3 separate regions of the Mus musculus genome follow, and regions 1 and 2 are each linked to region 3. A link is a contact called in public HiChIP or PLAC-seq data. All regions are on one chromosome and are shown on one strand. The core of a region is the stretch at or near the end of the contact, and the rest is flanking DNA. Distances in the headings are between cores, read along the strand shown.

What was found. HiChIP or PLAC-seq counts read pairs in DNA pulled down with a chosen protein or histone mark.
Region 1: an H3K27ac HiChIP or PLAC-seq map of embryonic fibroblasts shows a contact between it and region 3, with 6 times the contacts expected there. The contact joins two enhancer-like sites. A contact is called at or near these places in 1 of 15 datasets of contacts at CTCF or cohesin (the NIH/3T3 cell line), 3 of 484 Hi-C or Micro-C datasets (bone marrow-derived macrophages, embryonic fibroblasts and natural killer cells) and 4 of 115 datasets of contacts at active chromatin or transcription factors (the NIH/3T3 cell line, embryonic fibroblasts, fibro-adipogenic progenitors and 1 more).
Region 2: a CTCF HiChIP or PLAC-seq map of the NIH/3T3 cell line shows a contact between it and region 3, with 6 read pairs. The contact joins two enhancer-like sites. A contact is called at or near these places in 1 of 15 datasets of contacts at CTCF or cohesin (the NIH/3T3 cell line), 3 of 484 Hi-C or Micro-C datasets (bone marrow-derived macrophages, embryonic stem cells and natural killer cells) and 4 of 115 datasets of contacts at active chromatin or transcription factors (the NIH/3T3 cell line, embryonic stem cells, pancreatic cancer cells and 1 more).

What each region holds. Positions count from the first base shown.
Region 1 is chr13:52,657,690-52,662,179 of GRCm38.p6, forward strand. No RefSeq gene overlaps it. Among named protein-coding and RNA genes, the nearest start is that of Syk, 63 kb to the left of the region's middle. Within about 2 kb of position 1,847, at least 60 of the 459 cell types and tissues checked have an H3K27ac peak or open chromatin away from gene starts, as enhancers often do. A contact at or near this core is called in the NIH/3T3 cell line and embryonic fibroblasts, where this site is marked.
Region 2 is chr13:52,673,272-52,677,741 of GRCm38.p6, forward strand. No RefSeq gene overlaps it. Among named protein-coding and RNA genes, the nearest start is that of Syk, 79 kb to the left of the region's middle. Within about 2 kb of position 2,505, at least 30 of the 459 cell types and tissues checked have an H3K27ac peak or open chromatin away from gene starts, as enhancers often do. A contact at or near this core is called in the NIH/3T3 cell line and pancreatic cancer cells, where this site is marked.
Region 3 is chr13:53,031,073-53,035,727 of GRCm38.p6, forward strand. No RefSeq gene overlaps it. Among named protein-coding and RNA genes, the nearest start is that of Gm33519, 15 kb to the left of the region's middle. Within about 2 kb of position 2,774, at least 65 of the 459 cell types and tissues checked have an H3K27ac peak or open chromatin away from gene starts, as enhancers often do. A contact at or near this core is called in the NIH/3T3 cell line, embryonic fibroblasts and pancreatic cancer cells, where this site is marked.

The DNA of each region.
Region 1 (4,490 bases), core at 597-3,096, 370 kb before region 3:
AGACTTGTTCTAACTCTAAAGGGGCATTCCTCTGAGGAGTGGAAGCTGAGAGCCGAGGTGATGTCTCACAAAGTCCCAGCCGCTCTTGGCCATGCCAACAATTAGTGAGAGCAACTGGGCCCCCGTTCTCAGAGCCCCTCCCTCAGCTTGGAGAAAGCCATACGAATTTCCCTTTAACTGTCTAGTCAGCAACGGTTGTAACAGTGTGTGTGTGAGGGGGGGTGGGCATTAATGTGACAATGTCCTCAGGACTGCTCCAAGTGTCCCCATACCCTGCCCTAGTATCTGTCTGTCTGTTCACAGCCAGTCACCAGACTACCCAGCACCAGCTCTGAGCCCACACTCGAGAAGTACCTCGGCCACCAGTTCAGGGTGTTTTCTTGGCAATCCGTACTGTGAACCCCTCAGAAGGCATCACACAGCAGCAGGATTCCAAGTTCAATGCTCAGCCCTGGGTTCCCTGACTTGCACCAGGATTTCCAGGGCCCATCATATGAATCTCAGCCCTGGAATATGCCGTCCCTGTAACACCAACCCAGCCTTCGGCCAGCCCTCCTGCACGTGTCATGGGGTATACCTGGGGGATGGGTCACACAGATAAGGACATCCTGAAGTAGGGTAGGTCACACAGATGATCATGAAGCAATGTCCAGAAGGTGGCCGTTGGCTCTTCTGGTTCATATCTTTTAGCCCGGACCATGTTAAATAAACACAAGCATTACCAGGAGGTCAGAGGATATGGGAGGAAGAAGAGGAAGACAAGAGCAGGAAGGGAGGGTCTATCATATCACCAAGCCCCTAACACAAAGATGAACGTGCCTGGCCAGTGGGCCCCTCTCTATGCTGGACAAGACCCCCCTCTTATCAATCACCAACTCAGAAAGTCAGTGCAACTTTTGGGGATTCGCCTGTCAGTGCTACTCTTCATGTGTCCAGTAGGTGGCAGCAGATCCTCGGACAGGACTGCCACGGGGGCCACAGGCAGGAAAGAGCTGCTTCCTCCTTAACAAAGTACCTGTTTTAACAAGAGTCAGCGCTGCCAAGTGGATACACGGCAGGAATCACATTCCAGCAGGTGCAGAAATAATATACAAGGAAGCAATTTCTAATCTTGGACATCAAAGTACTGCTGAGTGGGAATTTAAACGGATCTCTTTATTTACTCTTTTAAAAATCTACTCGGAGCCTAGGTGGCGGGTGGCTCAGTCGACAGACAGCTTGCCTAGTGTGCTTTAGTCTGAGTACTGAGTAAAAGCGGGTGTGTTCGCTTGCTGCTCTGCTACATAATCAACGCAAGGCCTGACTGGACCCTGTCTCAAAAGGGGGTTGGGGAGGAGAGTCCACTTTGCACAAAATCATGTCTGCTAGTTTGACATCAAAATAGAGTCATCTTGGTGGCTTTGATTGGCAACGGTGGGGTGCAGACTAAGCGAGAAGCCTGTTGGTCTCTGCTCCAGTGTCTCTTGATTACTGGAACCTCGGGACCTTTCCCAGGAAGCCAGTGGTTTCAAGGACGACACGAATGCTCAGCCTTGCTAATGGCACTCAGATAACCTGGGATTTTGACCAAGGGAGAGCGGTTTGAAAACCAAACTGTGACTGACTCATGAGTTATTCCAGACTAGAAGATTCCTGCTTACAGCATCCGGGAGCCAGGGAGAAGCTATTCAAGCCCAGCCTGTGCTTTCCAGGCAAGGGCGTAGCATTGTGCACATTTGAGATGCTTTCGGATGGGCATAGGTGAAGACCCTGGCTCCAGGCTCTGCCCTGCCTCCACCTGGTCCTTCTCCCCGTCCCAGTACCTTCTCACGCCCAGGCATGCTAGCTGTGTTGAGAAAAACCGCAAGACAGGGACAGCTAATGTCTCTCCTTGATTTTGAGACATGAGTCAAAACCAACGATGAGCAATCCTCCTGACACAACCAAGAAAATATCTGAGAAATGCCAGAAAGATCGACAGGGCTTGGGTGGTGCAGAAATGTGTCTGTTTGCACAGGCTCTTCCTTTTGCTAACTGCGATCAGGGCCTAATGATGGTGCCAGGAGGGAGAAGGGGGCTAACCTGAGCACATTGCCAGGAAGCCAAGCTTACTATTCAGTGCTTTGAATAATCATGACTACCCCGGAGATTCTCCTTGGGACTTAGATATCCTGAATTAACATCATCTGTCTGGAGCTGTCTCTCTCGTGGCTCCCGGTTTGGGGGCAGTGGTCCATGAAGGGCCCATGGAGGGAAGAGAAGCTCAGTCACCAAGAGACAAAACAGATGGAGAATCCTGTTCCCATCGTGGGAAGATAAAGAAAGCACTGGCCCAGAGGCCGCCATGAGCTTCAAAGGCCCACCCCCACAACCTGATTCTCCCAGCTGGACCCCGCCTCCTCCTAAAAGCTCCATGTCCCCTCTCAACAGTACCACCACCTGGGATCAATACTGGGAATTCCCATGGGAGACATCCGAGATTAAAACCCTAGGGATCCCAGATCAGAGATCAAAGAGTGGACATGGGATGGTGCCACTCACTGGAATCCCTAGTGGCACGTTGGCAACATCTTTCTTTTTTCCCCATTCTTCTGACTGAATGCTCTGCTTGGCTTGAAATCTTAGTGCCAGAGGGAAGGAGATAGTTCCAGCACAGAGCAAGAACTCGGCTGCACGGAAGTGGATATGAAGACTTGATCTGACCCCTTTGGGATCCTTCATAATTCTGAGTTAAAAGTGAGTTACTGTCGGTGTCTGCTTTAATGTCCCAAGAGAAAATAAAGTAGGTTATCGCAAAGGAGGTGGTAAGGAGTCTGCCTGCAGCACAGGAGGACCCACAATGCATCGCAACATTACCATGCCTTGCACACAAAGTCAAGGACTACGGCGATGCACTATAATAAAATTATCTCTTATATTCTACAAGACTGGAACTTCTGCTGGACCTCACAGCCAGAGTTAATAATGCACCTTGAGGTCACTTAAGACTTAAGGCTGCTATCCTACTGTGGACTCAAACTGTTTGTTTAGTCTGCCTCTAAGAGAACACTGTAATAACCAAGCTTGCTTGCCTAGGATTTCCCATGTAATCAGCTTTTACAACCGAAGCTAATGCATAGCTGCAATCTTAAGTTATGCACTCTTCTATGCCCCCAACCTGGAACAAGGCATATGTATCATTTGCTTTAAACAGCAAACACAGAAGTTGAAGGCAACTTCTTAAAATCTATCCTACAGGTGGATGGCATCCACTTATGGACGCTGGCCAATAAGCAGTGATGTTTGTTGTCTGAGACAGTTAGGACCAGTTGGAGCCAGTGACTTCATCCCTTATAAAACCTCCGTTAAAGATTTCTGAAAAGAATCCCATTCCTTCCCCGAGAGATGCTTTCCATGACTCTCAATAAAGGCAGAGCAAAGGCCTGTGTTAGGTAGAACAGTCACGCCACTCACAGACACAGAGACAGACACAGCCATGTGACAGATACAGGGAACGATCCGAAGGATAGCCTTCAGTCAGGCACAGGCTTGGACTCATGTAGACAGAAGACAGAAGGCCTAGGGAGCATGGAGTGGAGAATTTGAATCTGAAATCCCTCTTGGCTAAATGACTCCAAGGGCAAGAGCTTTTCTTTCTTTCCTCAATGTGATACTGACACATTATTGGTGGCTTGCAGCTAACCACGAACCTGTTTAATCTGCCCAAAGGACAGAAACCCAACTCAAGTCAGATTCTGGGGTCTAGATCCTTTAGGAAAGATGGCGTGGATCACCCCACAAGGCAGTGATGAGGTAGAGCGGCTTGGAGACTGAGAGGGGAAAGCAGAAGAGGCGGTGAGGCAGCTGTAGCCTTCAGACAGGTCCAGGTCCAAGAGCTGGCTATATCCAATGGCTATGGATATGCTTGTGTGTCAACACAATAAAACGCTCTGCTTCCTTCTCTTAAATGACAGCACACAACATGCCAACTTTACATAAGAATTTGAGTGGTGGTAAGTGTTACAGTTGGGGTGGCCAAGGTGCTACATTAGAATCGCCAGGGAAGAAAGTCTCAATGTGGAGGTTTCTAAATAGATTGACCTGTGGGAATGTCTATGGAAGATTATCTTGATTGCTTTAATTCATGGTGAAAATCCAGCCTGAAAATGGGTTTGGGTTGTGTATAAGAGTGGCGAAGGTCATCTGAGAAGCAGCCAGGCATGGATTTGCTGTCTTGACCTCACGATGTGACATGATATGACATGACTTCTCAGTTCCTACTGTCTTGACTTTATTTCCCTGTAACCTTGAGTAGTGAACTAGAATAACCACCCCCAAGTCTGTTTCCGTGATCAATCACCATGATCAAAGCATCTGGGGAGGAGAGGCTTATTTCAGCCTCTGTTCCACAGCACAGTGAGCCCCTGAGGGAAGCCTGGGCAGGGACTCAAGGCAGGAGTTGAAGCAGAGGCTGAGGAGGAACGATGCTTACGGGTTCGATCCCCTAGCTTGCTCAGCCCTATGTACAACCC
Region 2 (4,470 bases), core at 1,255-3,754, 360 kb before region 3:
GTACACCTTGAGGCAGCTCCTGGCAGCAAACTAGGGCCCTATGAGACACACCTTATGGGATATTCAGGACTCAGCTTCCCATGGCTGCGGCCTCTGCAGAGAGCAGGGTGGTATCCATCCTTTGAGACACCCACAGAACAGCTGAAATGATGGCATCATAACTGCTGTTGCAACAGGAAGCTCATTAGAGCCAATACTGATGGTGCTCGTTCCGTGGTATCAGGTTACACTCAGCAGAATTTGGGACTCCAGGATATTTGTATTTACTCAACATGTAAGCATCCAGCAGGGACTGGGGGTGGATATCTGATGTCAGTAATAGGCTTGTGCTGCTGAGATAGCCACATTGCAGACAGCATCAGTGGAACACTTCTAACAGCTGAGCTTGCCGTCTGACTGAGAAGTGAGAGTTGAAAGTTTGCTCTCTGGGATATCAAAGGGCTGGCTAGGAATGCTTCTCCTCGTTACCATCTTCCAATGCTGTGCATACCTGATAGTCTTACTAATCCTAGCACCCCGTGCAGGTTCTGAATTTCATCAAGCATCACGTTGCTACTGAGACTAAGCTCCCCCCACCCCCCAGGGATTCAGGGGTTCTTAGATGTTCTATCCATCCCAGACATGCCATCAGTCCACTGGGAAGATAGATTTCAAAAGATCAAAGACCAGCACAGAACCATGCTGAATTCAGAGGAGGTTCTGCAGAGCTGGCTATGTTTCATCCAGAACTTGGGAGGTAAAATGGCCAGAGAACGCGAGGAAGGAAGTCCTAACCCAAAGGAGCTGATTCAGCCAGATGGTCAAGGTCGCCTCCCACAGAAGACTGGCAGGGACTCTGTCTGGTGAAGCAGATCTGGGATACATGTCACGGCAGATGAGAAAGAATGGGAGCCTAGGGTTGTCTCAACACACCCCATAAATGAAAGATGCCACTTCTGCCCCCAAACTAGATAAGCTCCAAGTGCCAGTAACATAAGGCTGTAATCCTGGAAGAAAAATCTTGAGGGAAATGTGGACCGAGGAGGCCTGGCTAGTGAGAAAGGGAGCCAAGACCTAATTAAGAACTAGGCTATTTAGGTGATAATTTGGATTAAGGATCTCTGGGTGCTAATGGGCTTGTTGAAACTCTCCGAGGCTTGTTTACTTCCTGTGTGGAATGATTGTCCTTCTAGGAGAGGATGCATTTATTTAGGAAAAAAAATGCTATACAACAATGGCTCTCAACATGAATGTGTACACATCCCATGTGAACCTAGAGGATGAATTCCATAATTAATAAAGGATCTGCCAAGTGGGTGAGGGATTAGGTGGCGCAGCAGGTAAGGGCCACTTTCCATCAAGTTTTAGAAACTGAATTCTACCCCTAGGACTCACACGGTAGAAAGAAAGAACTGATTTCCGAAAATTGCCCTGGGATCTCCACACATGCGCCTTGGCATATGTGTGTGTGTGTGTGTGTGTGTGTGTGTATACATATACATATACGTATATGTATACGTATACATATATATATATGTATTCCCACAATAAATAAATGTTTTAAAAAATAGAAAGAAGAGAAAAGAAAGTCTCTTCCTGATATGTTAAGTGGACGTGTGTGTAACTATCACTGAAAGAGCTGTTCAGAATTGCATCAACAAGAAGTTCTAGGAAAATGAGAAGAGAATGTCAGTCTTGATGTTGAGAGTCCCTAGAGTGTGGTGACACAAAAGCAGGCTTACTTTTAGATCGACTAGTATTGTCCTTAAGTGCTTGGCAGATAAGGAAACTCCTGAGTGTCTGCTCAGAAGAGAACGCCCCACCCCCGCCCCGCCCCACCACGCTCCGCCCCCTCCGCCCCCGCCCCTCCGTCCATGGTGCACTGTGGGCTGGAGCTGCTTTCACGGGGAATCGCAAAATATTCTCATTCATATCATTTTTCCATATCAAAGTTTCATGAAACTTAAGTCTAGTATCTCCAAAAGACAGCAGCATGTCTCCAGACCAAAAGTTGCAGTAACTCAAGAGCTATGACTGAGCCAAAAAAAAAAAAAAAAAAGTCCTTCTCAGTACGTGTGGAGTATAAGGCACATGCACGTGGAGTTCCATTCCCGGCACCCACTTTGGACTTACAACTTGTAACTGCAGCTTCAGGGAACCTGATGCCCTCCTCTGGCCTCTGGGCGCACAATCTAAATCCTTACAATAAAGAGGAAATGAAGGAAATGAATGCATCAAGATGGCGAGGCCATCGGATCAAATTGCTCACCTTTAGATTCATGCACACAGTTTGTATGAAAATTATGGCCTCGCGCAGATGACCTCAGATCGTTAAATCAGAATTGTTCTCAGAAACCATCGAGCATAACCATCTTACTCTGACGCTCAAGCACTAGCTAGACCTCATTTTATTCCTTGTTGCAATTTTATGAGGTCATTAGGATGAGAAATGCCAGGACTCGTGGGTAGGGTGGCTGGCTGAGTGCAGTTGACTTCCAGTTATGCTTAGCTGGCTATGCCTGAGTTCCATTTATTAAGTCTGACCTATTCTGGCACTGTGGGCTGTGATCCCATGGTCCTTTCCCCAGCCTCCCACAGGGACAGGGAACCTAATGACATTACTATAATGGTCATTTACCATCTGACCCATTCTATCACATGTCATAAAGGACCTATCAGTTTGTAGAACATATGAGACCAGCAGGGTCCATGGCTTCCACCTTTGAAAACATAAATTTTATTCTCAAATAAATTAAAATAATTTAAGTCGCATTCCATTGCTGACATAATCTGTAAACAAGGCTGGGCAGGAATGAGGCCTGGAGCTATGTACATTCCCAGTAGTGATTCAGACATGAGTATATTCACAGAGGAATGCTCACAGCCAGGAGCTGTCACCAAAAGTACCTATGCTGTTCAGGACACTGCAGAGGGAATGTGGGGGCTTCCTCATGTAGCCCGATGAACAGGAAGCAGAGAGAGAGGGGCTGCCTCACCTCATCCATGATAGATGCTCTGGCATAATGTAGCCAACTGCTTCAAGTTCCTGCTGCCCCACCACAGAGCCCGTTCCTTGAACTCTGAGCTAAAACAAACCCTTCCACCCTTAAGTTTATTTTGTCAAACAATTTTATCACAGCAACAGAAATGAAACCATAACACTTACATTGGGCATAGGGACATTACTTAGGGGGTGCTTAGGATTAAACCCCAGGCCTGGTATGTGCTGGGTGAGCACTTACCACTAAAGCTACAATTAGCTCCTATATGTACCTTAACAAACTGTTTGTTGTGCAGAAATCCTTTCCCACATAGTTTCTGAGGGTCTGGAATTGGGAAATGGCTTGGCTGCATGGCTCTGGGTTTTGATGTCAGGTTGGGAAGTTCATCTGGGGTCAGGGACCTTATTGCAGGATGGTAAACATACCTGTATTGGCTGTTGGTTAGGGATTGAGATATGTTCTCAAGTGATACTCCACAGAGCTAAGTCAGTGTTCTGTTGTCATGGTGCCCAGCTTCCTCAGAATAACGCAGGGGTTCAAGGAGAAGTTTTCCTCACAGGCTCAAAAACCATGGAGCCAGCCAACCTTGAAACAAACATCCATCCTGTCCACCTCCACACATGATGAAGGTCTGAGTCAGGGCCAGAGTCTGAGCATCAAGCCTTCAGCCAGCATTACTCCCACATGCCACACACACACACACACACACACACACACAAACACACACATAAACATCAAAAGGAGATGACTCCATTTTTCTTTGCCTGCTTCAATCGAGCCTCCTAGGTTCTCTGCATCAACTGCAGAAATCTCATCTATTATTTATTGCACAGGAGTTCAGGCTGCACGCACACATTTCCCACCCAGTGTCTATTGAAGATCAAAATGAAAGGAGATTGGGTTTCACTTTGAATGGGAGTCAAGCCACACCTCACTTATGCACAGTGGTCAGGCTGAGCCTGACCTTCTGCAACCTGCAATCAGCCTCCAAGGATGTGTTTCCTCACTCCACATGGTCCTGATTACCCAGGGGTAGGAAGGGAGGCCTCTCGTGTGCATAGCCAGTCGGCACTTTCACTCTGGGTCAACCTGGGGTGAGTTCTTACAGTCATGATCCACTTCAGGTCAACTTTCACCTTTGGAGCACATGAGTTACAAATAGGCTTGAAGATTCTAATAAAACTCCAAAATACAGTCGCTGAAATAGGTTGGCTTTCCTTTGATCTAAGAGAAAGGTGGCCTGGGCAGGTAGAACACTCTGCAGCTTTCTACATGGGCTTTTTAGCTCCAGGTTCTTGGAGCCATTATGGTTTCCTAGGTCAGGCAGTGGGGCCATCCCTTTCCTTTACTATGGTTTTGCTGTTTCTTCTCTCATCTTATTTATTCTTTAAAAAGATTTATTTTATTTGTGTGTGCATGCATGTGTTTGGAGTGGTGTGTGCACATGAGTGCAGTTGCCTGTGGAGGCCAGAAGAGGGCACTAGCCCCC
Region 3 (4,655 bases), core at 1,524-4,023:
TCACTAAGACAGGCACCAGCATCAAAGGACTAAGACAGCAAAGAGACAACGGTGAGTTGGATCTTTGTTTGTCTCTCAGGTTGCTTCATCAGCAGAGAGCTGCCCAATTTACAGAAGTCTTGGTGCAGAAGGATCCATTTTTAAATTACTACAATTCCCCAAATACAGTCAGTCCCTGTGCTTGCATTATTGAGCACCCTCAAGTCTTGTTAGACACTTGGGGTTCTATGGCCAACATTTGAATTTCAATGAGATAGTCTCATATTGCAGATCAAAGGGCACCTGACCTGTCAGCCTAAGAGCCTAGGGGCTCCTGGGGTATGGAAGCAGCTATGGGGACAAATTCCTTCCTGAAGCACAGCCTAGTGCAGCATCTTAGCGGCTGAAGTCCGGATGTGTCCACTACAGGCTGGCTTGAGTGACCTCCTAGTCTAGTGCAACAGCCTCAGATACAGGGAGTTTCCCATGAGCCTTTCCCTGGAAATCCATCACTTTCCAACTCCACTGCCAGGCTCTGGGTTCTCCTTCTCTTCTTTCTCCTCTGCTCCTCTTCCTGTGGCAGCTCAGGAATGCCAGAGTTTATAGAGGTGCCAGCTAGGTCCTGTGTATAAGGTGAAAATATAGTTGAGGAAAGGCTGTTAAGCCCACCAAAACAAGGAGACAGCAAAGGAGCCCACCAAACGTGTCAGAAGTCCACAATTAGGACCTTCTGTATCTGTGTCTACAGAGGCAAGAAAGGGCCTTGCACTGGCTGGTTGTGTGTGTCAACTTGACACAGCTGGAATTATCACAGAGAAAGGAGCCTCCCTTGAGGAAATGCCTCCATGAGATCCAGCTGTAAGGCATTTTCTCAATTAGTGATCAAGTTGGGAGGGCCCATTGTGGGTGGTACCATCCCTTGGGCTGGTAGTCCTGGGTTCAACAAGAAAGCAAGCTGAGCAAGCCAGAGGAAGCAAGCCAGTAAGTAGTACCCCTCCATGGCCTCTGCATCAGCTCCTGCTTCCTGACCTGCTTGAGTTCCAGTCCTGACTTCCTTGGTGATGAACAGCAATGTGGAAGTGTAAGCTGAATAAACCCTTTCCTCCCCAACTTGCTTCTTGGCCATGATGCTTTGTGTAGGAATAGGAACCCTGAGTAAGACATGCCTCATCAGAGAGTTTCTGTCTTTTCCTGGTTGCTTTGGGGATCTTTTCAGGCCAGCACTGTTTCCCTCTGCATCCTGAAAGCTGGGCTTATGGTTTCTTTGTGGGGCCACCAGGGCGGTGCTAATAGCCATCAGCAGTCTGCTCTCAGTGGCTCTTTTGCGGTTGAAGTATGAGTCTGCCTGCTGTCCAAAGGTTGTCAGAAAGTTCCGGGGAAGTGGGTGAAAGGACCTACCCCCAACAAAAGCCACTGAGAATTCTGTGTAACTCAGCACCCAAAGCGCCCACAGATCAGAAGGTGTGGGTCATCCGACCATGTAGACGGTGCCCGCATGCCCCATCAGCTTACGGCACGCTCCCATGAGATGCTCTCTGAGGATGTGTCTCCATAAGACTTTATGCTTTGCATCAGCACCAAGCCAGAACTCACTGGCTGTGGAATTCCCATTCCCCAGGCTATGCAGAGCAGCCTGGCTGTGCCTCTGCCTGGGCTCAGGATTTCCTTGAAATTTTCCTTCCACTGGGATGCAGCATCATTCATTCATAGGACCGTGAAAACAGGGCTGTCTGTAGCAAGCTTCCCCACCCATTCCCCAAAAGCCCTCACTGCCTGAGACACATTCGAATGCAAAATCAAAGTGAAAGTAGCTATGTAGCTACCTTGAGATTCCCACACAGTTGCTTGGCCTAGGAATAAGACAGAAGAAGTATTCCGGTAACGCATTAGGCATGCTGGTACACACTTACAATCCCAACACTTGAGAAGCAGAGGCAAGAGGATTTAAGTTTAAGGTCACCCTTGCTACTTAGCAAGTTGGGGGCCAGCCTGGGCTACACAAGTTCCTGTCTCAAAGATTAAACAACAAGAACTGTTAGCTCTTCCATTTAAACTCTCCTTCGGGAATATTTTTTAATGGATAAATATGTGCTTAACATATTAGCCTCAAAATGTTTGTGTCTGCTAAAGAAATGCTTTGCATAGACTGTACACTGTCCCTCTTTTAAGTAAGCAAATCAGAAGGCAATCTAATTATTGACCTTTGATATGAGAAACTTAGCGAAAGTAGAAAGATCAAGTTGTTTCCAAGGTCCGAGAGTATGGCCTTCCATTATGAAAAGTGTGATTACCACGTTCTAGTCGATGGGAACTTTGCCTCTTTTTGGGGCTACAAAAATGGACCTTTCTGACCTCTGTGGAAGAGATTGTGAAACTTTCTGCATGTCCAGTTTTTTTTTTTTTTTTTAAGTTCCATTAAGTGAAATCCAAAACTGTAACTCAACACAGTTTGGAGACAGATGACTAATTTCCTAAACTATTTTTGGATTTTCCCCGCTTCATCCTTTGCAGCTTCCAGAGAAAACTTCCCCATGAAGTCTGCTGCCCCCTCAAAGCCCCTTATCCCCAGAGTGATAGAAAGTGAAGAGTTACTAATGAAACCAGTTTAAAAATACTCACACCCCCACCCCAACCCGGGTGCTGCCTCCTGTTCACTGGTAAGGAATGTGGCCGTGCTCGTGCAGCCAAGGGTAATCTAAAGGAATGTTCATAAGATACCCATGGCATTACATCAGTGCACAGTCCCCAAAATCCATGGAGACTTTCCAAAACACAGTCGGGCCACACTGACAGGCCAGCGAGTCAATACACAAGGCAAAGGGAAAATAGCACATATCCTACCAAGCACTGAGGCTGAGCTATACAGCCACAGAACAAAGCTGCCAGAAACATCTGCCTCTCAACCCACTCATTTAAGCAAATGGTAGTGGACCCTGAAGGCTAAGCAGGAGACATCCAGAGACAAAAATGTCCAGCCCTGACCCTCTGATGATGAACACAATGTTCTTTCCAGGGAGTGAGGTGGCTCTAAGTTATCCTGTGCTTCCAGGTATTGTGACTCCAGGGGAGGCGCTACTATAAATTGGAATTCAGTCCATATATCTTCAGCACACTGATGTGTTAGGCTTATATAAGTCTGGAAGAGCAAGCTTAGAGTATGGGATGGGGAGCCCTGTGAAAAGAACGTACAAAGGGAACCGGGAGCGAGTTCTTAGGAGCAGTGTCTTCTGAGATCTTGTGTCCCACTGAAATCTCTCCATGTTCTCCTGCAGTGCTCCTACCCCTGGCTTGATGACCACTGTGACCAGCCTCCGTTCCTGGCTTCACTTCCTGGCGAGCTCAAGAAGCAAACATCTCCCTGCTGTGTCCTTATAGGTTTTTGTCACCTGGTCATGTCTACACTCAACTCATGTCTGTTCTCCTGCCAGCTGCCTCCAGCCTGACATACCCACCATCTCCAGGTCTTCCATGAAAAGGGGTTGTCTTCTCTGCATCCTGAACTGTTCCTTGGGATCCCCATCTTTGGGGCACCTCTCCTAGTCCTCAGCTGCCCCTTGAGCACAGGGCTGGCAGGCAGTTAGGGCTGTCCACAAACCACTGAGGGCTGATGGAGGGGGAGAACCGCCGATGTAGGAAGGGAGACAGAGTGAATAGACAGAATCACAGCCAGGTCAGAGAGCGTTTAAAGCTGAGTCAGGAAATGTCTGTTCTGAGGATCCATGGAAATGATCAAAACCTCAACATTTCCCCAAGCTGTCTTGTGCAGAATAGCTTACCTCAGCAGTGTGGGTCTCTAGGCCTCTTTGGGAAGCACACACATGGATTGTTGTCATTAACAACTGCCACCTTGGGCTGGAGAGATGGCTTAGTGGTTAAGAGCGCTGACTACTCTTCCAGAGGTCCTGAGTTCAATTCCCAGCAACCACATGATGGCTCACAACCATCTGTAATGGGGTCTGATGCCCAATTCTGGTGTGTCTGAAGATAGCTACAGTGTACTCACATACATAAAATAAATTAAAAAAAAAAAACGACACCCAACCACCACCCTCCTCCTTTCATTTGCAGACTCTAACTCCACAGTATTCTTGGCTCTGGCCATTCACTGTGTCTCTGTTGGTGGTAGTTTGAATGAGAACATTCCCCATAGGCTCATTTATTTCCTTGGCCTTCTGTTGGTGGAACTGTTTGGGAAGGATTAGGGGCGTGGCCTTGCTGGAGAAGGCATGTCACTGATGATCTTTGTTCACTCCCCAGTATCCACATGGTGGAAGGTGAGAATCAACTCCTACAAGCTGTCCTCTGAGCCCTGTACATGTGCCAGGACACACCCCCTGACCTCTATATATGTGCCAGGACACCCCTCCCCATATACACACACACAACAAGTGTTTTTTAAAAAACATAATACAAATATTAAAATCAGAGAGTTAGCATTGATATAAAGTTGTCTAATTTCTAGCCCATACTTATAAGTCAACAAATGTTCTTCACTATTAAAAAAAAATCTGTGCTTGAGATCTCACGTCATAGGTAGTTTCGTGTCCTTGAGTTTGGGTGGGCTGGCTCCTTGGTTTTCATGAGACTGGAATGTTAAGACCGTTTGCTTTGTTAAGTGTCCCCTGGTGTGGATTAAAGCAAGAACCAGAACACCATCTTTGGCGATGGTCAGGGAA